Linked DNA regions of Oryza sativa: region 2 is linked to region 1. Evidence: chromatin contacts called from public ChIA-PET data. All regions are on one chromosome and are shown on one strand. Each heading gives the region's core, a stretch centred on a gene start, on an enhancer-like site or on the middle of the called end of the contact. The rest is flanking DNA. Distances are from core to core; before and after follow the strand shown. Region 1 holds the start of LOC4324049 (ATP-dependent Clp protease proteolytic subunit 3, chloroplastic). Region 2 holds the start of LOC4324024.

What was found. ChIA-PET counts read pairs in DNA pulled down with a chosen protein or histone mark.
Region 2: an RNA polymerase II ChIA-PET map of leaf shows a contact between it and region 1, with 7 times the contacts expected there. The contact joins the promoter of LOC4324024 here to the promoter of LOC4324049 in region 1. A contact is called at or near these places in 2 of 15 Hi-C or Micro-C datasets (leaf and seedling) and 1 of 4 datasets of contacts at active chromatin or transcription factors (leaf).

Annotation. Positions count from the first base shown.
Region 1 is chr1:18,310,286-18,314,010 of ASM3414082v1, forward strand. It overlaps LOC4324049 (ATP-dependent Clp protease proteolytic subunit 3, chloroplastic), which reads left to right and starts at 2,139. Exons shown (of 6, transcript XM_015766896.3): 1 at 2,139-2,512. The coding sequence starts at 2,234.
Region 2 is chr1:18,476,557-18,480,281 of ASM3414082v1, forward strand. It overlaps LOC4324024, which reads right to left and starts at 1,766. Exons shown (of 1, transcript XM_015779419.3): 1 at 1,163-1,766. The coding sequence starts at 1,728. The coding sequence ends at 1,384.

The DNA of each region.
Region 1 (3,725 bases), core at 889-3,388:
ATGATAAATATATAATAACATCAATTTTACATGATAGATCATTTTTATTTTTTTCTATTAATAGTCAAAGTTAAAAATGTTTGACTTGACACTATTCTAAAAATGTTTGAGCAATTAAAACGAGTCTGTATATAAATTAAAAAATTTACATTTAGACCCCTTAACGCTATATGGAAGGGTGATTTTTTCCTCTAGATATTTAATTTGTCAAACAAAAATTATATTTTTAATATTTTAATAAAAAAGAAAAATTTTAAAAATCCCAAGTATGATTATCGTTTGGATGGGCCTCAACCCCAATGGCCCAATCCATTGGTGTGGACCGGATTTTGAGCCTGCGACAGTGTTTTAGCAATGGAAAAAGTACACCCAAGGTCCCTCAACTTGTTATCGAGATACAAAATCATCCTCAAACCGCAAAACCAGATATCCCGCGTCTCTTAACTAATAAAAACCGATCACAAAAGATCCGTCAACGGTTTTGACTCCGGTTTCAGTCTACGTGACGGCTGAGTCAGTGTGGGACCCACGTGGTCCCCACATGTCAGCGTAATCCACGTCATCACCCTCCTCTTTCTCCTCTTCTCTCTTTCTGGGCGAGGCAAAGCGGCGGGAGGCCAGCAAGCGAGGCGGGAGAGAGGAGGGTGGCGCTCGGTGGCCGGTGACGCGACGGTGGCCGGCGCCCGGAGGCGGTAGCTGCAGCTGGGAAACACGGCGACGAGGGAGAAGGGGAGCACGGCGGCAGCCTCGATTCGTTCCGACTCCCTCCAATAGCCCCTTTTCCTTTGCCTCCAAATCCAACCCCCCGTCTCCCTCTTCTCCGGCGCGGCGGCGACGATGACGACACCAGAGGTGCCGACGCTCCCTCGTCTCACCAAAAGGTAACCCCCAGCCATCCCTCTCTTCCTCCCTCCTGCTTTCGTTTTGAATGAAAAAACACGATCGGTCTGCAAGCCATGGCGAACCTGGGCAGCGGCGCCGAAGCGCACGCGCGTCTTCTCGCTCACCGACTACGTCCTTGTTTAAGGTGGAAAATAACGTCTACGAGGTCGGTGCCGCGCCGCACACCGCGTGTCCGCCGTTGCGATACGCTGGAGCGACCTCCTCCGATTTTCCTGCAGATAAGAAGCAATAGATAGAGATAAACTTGATTTGTTAGTTCGTTTTGTTGCTGTGCCATAGTCCGGTGACAATAATTTAACTTGTTCCTATGTTGCCGGGTTTGGAACTGCCTTTTCCTCCGCACGCATGACCAGCAGAAGTCGTTCAGATAAATCAAAACCCCAGCTTATCTCTTTAATTTGATCGATAAGCAAGCTTATTTAGCTGATAAATCAAAACCGTGGATATGCATAATACGTCGTGATCGTGTCATTCACGGATATGGGCTAAGTCTAGGAGCATGCGCCTTCGCGCTTGCGGCCTCAGCAACGGCAGGCGAGAGCAGTGGCGGCAGAGCGTCGCCAGTCGCTAGTCACCACCGTCGTGTCGCCTGTCGCCGGCCACCGACGCCCTCGTCCTCTCCCACCTCTCCCCGCCGAAGGCAGTAGCCGCCGCCGAAGGCAGTAGCCGCCGCCGTCCTCCCTAGTTGACTAGTGCCTACCCAGACGAGAAGAGTGAGAGAGAGAGGAGAAAAGGAGAGGAGGGGAGAGGGTATGACGTGGCCAGCTGACATGTGGGGCCCATGTGGGTCCCATGCTGACTCAGCTATCACGTCGGACAAAACCGGGTTGAAAACCACCAAGGGACCTCGGGTGACCGGTTTTATATAGTTGAGGGATCCCGCATATCTAGTTTTACGGTTCGTATCCCGATGACAAGTTGAGGGACCTTAGGGGATAGAGTTGTCTCATTTCTCACTGCACTGTACTCCCTCCATACTCATAAAGGAAGTCGTTTAGGACAGCGACACGATCTCCAAAACACAACTTTGACTTCTTATTTCTATAAAAATATTTATTGAAAAGTGATATATGTATACTTTTATGAAAGTATTTTTCAATACAAATCTATACATATAATTTTTATATTTTTAAACTCAACAACAACTTGATAGTTATTAACGTTTGACTTAAACATTGTCACTTTTATGAGTATGGAGTAGTACAAGTCTTGCGAGCCGCTGGCATCTGGGCCCCATCTTCTCGTCCCCAATCTGTTCCTTCTCCAAACCCCTGCGCAGGATAACACACACTAGCAGGCAGCAGCAGCAGAAGCAGCCGCGAGCCAAGAAATGGAGGCAGCGGCAGCCATGGCGGCCCTCCCCGCTTCTCCCTGCTCATCCTCCTCGTCCCCGTCGTCCCTTTTCCTCGCTCCCAACCCGTGCTGCTGGAAGGCGGCGCCAAGAGCTACGGTCCGCGCATCGGCGTCGGCGGCACGGCGGACGCTCTCCTCCGCGTGGGAACTTCCCGGGCCGTCGGCGGCTCGGCCTGCGGCAAGGAAGCCGCGCCTCGAGGAGCTGGACACCACCAACATGCTCCTTCGCCAGCGCATCGTCTTCCTCGGCTCCCCGGTTAGCCTTTTCTTCTTCCCCCCCCCAAATCGCACTGTGTGTGTTGTTATTACCCATTAAGCAGTTCTTGTTCAATTATTAATATCGAAATGTTTGCGAATTTTATGGTGTGAAAAAAGTTAAGTGTAATTTCCTCGCCATTTTTTTTTAAAAAAAACGAAATGCACTAGTTTAGGAATAAGAAAGATTTGCAATTCAATTATGTCAACCAAAATGTAGCCCAATATGTTCTTTGGTATGCCCATTGTCACATATTTGTTTCCTTGAGGATTATGGCTTCTTATATGCGTGTGGTAAAAGTGTATTGACTTATATAAACTTATGTTGTCTCAAACTTATGTAGTTTGCAAAGAACTAGAAGCATTTTAGTAACACTTAATGGGCATCCAAGATTTTATATGGCATGCTATGATCACCCTCTAGTATACATTATGTGATATTCTGTTGTTGCTGTTGTCCAAATTGTTCTAGTTGTTCCCATCTTGATTTTTTTTTTCTTAATACTTTTTCTAGCTCAGAATGTGCATAAGATATGTAAATGGGATATATTTTGTTTCCTTTTTGCCAACCTTGTGAATCAAGAATCTTTCATGCTGAGAATTACATTTACATGAGTGCTGTTTGTTGAATGATTAGATGTCACCTTGGTAATGTTGCATCTTCTTGAACAAACTAAGGCTGTGTTTGGATACTGGGGTTGGAAACCCATCTCCCCGCACGGAAAACGGAGCGGTTCATTAGCGCGTGATTAATTAAGTATTAGCTATTTTTTTTTAAATGGATTAATTTGAATTTTTTTAAGCAACTTTCGTATAGAAATTTTTTTGCAAAAAACGCACCGTTTAGCATTTTGAAAAGCGTGTGCGCGGAAAACGAGGGAGAGTGGTTGGGAACTTGGAGCTCCGAACACAGCCTAAATGCTTGAGATGGTTAGGGTCAGAATCAAACTCTTTCCTGAGTCGTATGTCGTTTTACTTTCTTTTCCTTGTTGTATGGGCCATATTATTTTGGTAGGAATAATTAGCAGAAGTGACTTCAGGGAACACTTTTTTCTGTTTGAACTAACACATTCTTGTTATATCATGTTTTCTTGACATTACAATCTGACGGTTTATTAATGATTTGCCCACTGATCAAGCACTATGCTTCACCTTCATGGTACTGTTCTCTGAACAAATTTCATGTCACTGTATTGTGTACACAAATGAAAATA
Region 2 (3,725 bases), core at 516-3,015, 170 kb after region 1:
TGAAGGTCTCCATGTTGAACCTCTCGGGCGTCTTCTGTTTACCAATCACAAAGACTCAAAAAGCATTTACCTTGGAACAAAATGCATCAAGCTGAAAACCGTTGCCATGTTTCGGTCGAATAGGAGGGGGGGGGGGGGGATGGCATTTGCCCCCTGCTACAACACACAAAACCGGGTGAATCATTTCAGGTTTTTTTTTTTTTGGAAAGGGGGGGGGGTGATAGACTCAAATTTTCATTCCAAATTTTTGAACCATCTGTGAGGGCTCCCCTGCTTCCTAAGCCCTCTCATTTCCCTTGTCCCCACCTCCAATGGCAGCCAAACACCCCCATCCATCCCCATCGCTCCCGACGCTTCGGCACCACCCGCTTATGTCTACCACCCACCATCGGTCCTTCGCTGCCCACAACCTTCCCACTAAACCTAGGAAAACCCCATCTTCCTCCGCTCCCTTCTAACCCACCCCCAACCCTAAAGCCTATCTGGTTTGGGGTCGTAGCTGTCGCTGTCATTGGAGTTCTTCAGGGTCACGAAGACGTACAAAGGGAGAAGCTCATCACATCATGAATCGCAAAGCAAATCTTAAGGTAAGAAATTTGCAAGATTTTGCCCTCGATGTTCACTCGAATGTGTTTAGCAATTCTGTTTTATTTTCATGTGGCTCATGGCAATCGTCTTGAAGCCAAAATGTCTATTACTGCCTCCATTTCATATTAATATTAGTCGCTTTATAAATTTAGTCAAATTTTAAAAAAATGACTTATAATAAGAAACATGGAGTTTTTTTTTTGAATGAACAACATTTTGGAGTACGAAATGCACATACAAACATTTAGGTGGTGTTTGGATCCAGTGACTAAATTTTAGTCTATGTCATATCGGATGTTTGAATACTAATTAGAAGTATTAAACGTAGACTAATAATAAAACTAATTGCATAAATGAGAGTTAATTCGCGAGACAAATTTTTAAGACTAATTAATCTATAATTAACACATGTTTAATGTAGCATCACATATGCTAATCATGAATTAATTAGGCTCAATATATTCGTCTCGTGAATTAGTTTAGGATTATGAAATGGGTTTTGTTATTAGTCTATATTTAATACTTCTAATTAGTGTCTAAACATCCGATGTGATAGGACCTGAATTCAAACTCATTTGTGGCGAGAAAGTTCAATTATTCAACGAAACACCAAACTAAAAAGATCCACATTCACAACACAGTTTCACTCACACTCACACACATACACACCAAAACAGGAAACTGCCATGTCAATTAGCGCCGCCGCTGCAATTCTCCTATCGACGGTGGCAGCTGCATGCCGCCGTGCCGCCGTTCCGGTGATGCATGCCATCTGCCTCCACGAATCCATGTCACTCATAGCGATCCTAGCTCATCGACAGCATCATCAGCGCCGGCTTCGAGTTCGAGGTAGTACGCCTTGATCTCGTCGTGCTTGAACTTGTGCCTCCCTTTACCACCCGTCGTCGACGCTGCCGGCCCGCCGCTGCAGGCGCCCTTGCCGCTGGCGAGCTCCCTGAAGGCGCGGCCGCCGGTGAACTTGGAGTGGTTGGTTGGCTTCCGCGGCGCCCTGATGAACCCGCCGTTGGCCACCGTCGCCGGCGCCGCCACCGCGCCCACCACGCGGCGCTTCCCCTCGGGGTCGACCAGGGCGCGGTCGTACACGCACACCCACCCGCGCTGCCTCCCCTCGCGACGCATGGCTCTGCTCCTCGCTCAGTTTGCTGTAGGTTTGGTGTAGGTGCAGGCGCGGCCAGCGGCGCATTTATAGTCTGCGCCCGTGCCGGCCGGGAGGTTGAGGTTGCTTGGCAGCCACGGTCTCGTTCGTTGTGATCGTCTACTTGGCCGCCAAGGCTAATCAACGAGAATTATTTATAGTAGGTTTGACAGCTTTGACCTGAGCTAGCTGGAACGTACGGGAGGAAAATGAGCGACAACCACGTTGTTCCTCAACCGTCGAGAGCTTTGGGTTGAGGTCGCATCATTGGAGCTTGGGTTGAGTGGTTGACCGTTGTAAGACTGAGGACGGACCTGTTTAGCTCTTCAACAAAATTTTTCGCGCTACCACATCGAATATTTAATACATATATAGAATATTAAATGTAAATAAAAAATTAATTACACAGTTCACCAAGAAATCACGAGACGAATATTTTAAGCCTAATTACGCCATGATTTGATAATGGTGCTACAATAAATATTTGCTAATGACGAATTAATTAGGCTTAATAAATTCGTCTCGCAGTATTCTGATAAAATCTGTAATTTGTTTTGTTATTAAACTACGTTTAATATTTCAAATGTGTGTCCGTATATCCGACGTGACATGCAGAGGGCAAAATTTTTTTTTTGCCAAATAAACAAATGCCTGAATGTGTGCGCTGGGATGAATTAAGGTTTTGGGACCCGGCATGGGAAATGCTAGACTTGTCAAGCCTGATCCTGAAAATTAACCCGTTCTTAAAATGAATCTTCTAATTAAATTTCTAAGTAACATAGGGAAAAAATCTTCCTTTTATAACTTTCTCTCAAGTTTAAATTTGGACCGAATCAACCCCTAAACTTTTAAAATTATGACAATTTTTTGGCAAATTTTGCTATAAAACACCGTGACGTACTAGCTGTAGAACACCGCAGTAGTGAATCTTTTGTGGAATGCATCGGTAAAAAGTGAATATTTGCTACTATTTAAATGTTTTTGGCTGTTTAGGGGAGAGGAAACTTCCAAAATGACGGTGAGTACCCCTGGTTTGCAAATTGCCCTCGAGTTATCCTTCCAGTGCTTCTCTTTCAAATCCGGCCACTTTGCTCGCCGGGCGATGATAGCAGGAACGAGAACAACAAGCTCTCGTTGCACTCACCTCTCCACTCACCCACGACCCCACCACACTGGCCCTTGCGTTCACCTCGCTGCTACCGGGACCCACCTAGCTCCTCCTATCGATCTATTCTTCCTCACAGAAGAAGCAAACAAATTGCCGTCATCCATGAAGCTTCCAACACCTGTAGCTTACTACTCTCCCTCCTTTGCATTTTTTTCTAACAACCCAAGTCGAGCAAAAAAAAATTGGTGTAGAAAAACTGATACAACTAATGCATGTTATACCTTAGGCCATGTTTAGTTCACCCTCAACTACCCTAAACTTTCAACTTTCTATCACATCACATCTAAAACTTACATACACATATAAACTTTTAACTTTTTTTCTAAACTTCCAACTTTCCTTAAACTTTTAACTTTTTTTTAGAAATTAAACCCAGCATTAGTTGCTTGAAGTCAAGAAGGCCTCCCAATTGAGCGAATGAGCAACCGTTTGCCGGAGTGAGGTGGTGGAAAAGCTGGCAAACTGTTGGCGGTGAGTGCATGTGCTACTTACTACCTTTACATCATCCTCTGCAGTGGCGCCAGAGATGCCATCAAATTGCAACGACTAGCACGACCCCTTAGAGTGTGTTTAGTTGAGGAAATGAACATTTTTGGGTGTTACATCGGACGTTTGACCGGATGTCGGAAGGGGTTTTCGGACACGAACGAAAAAAACTAATTTCATAACTCGCCTAGAAACCGCGAGACGAATCTTTTGAGCCTAATTAACCCGTCATTAGCACATGTGAGTTACTGTAGCACTTATAGCTAATCATGGACTAATTAGACTCAAAAGATTCGTCTCGCGATTTCCTCCCTAATTGTGTAATTA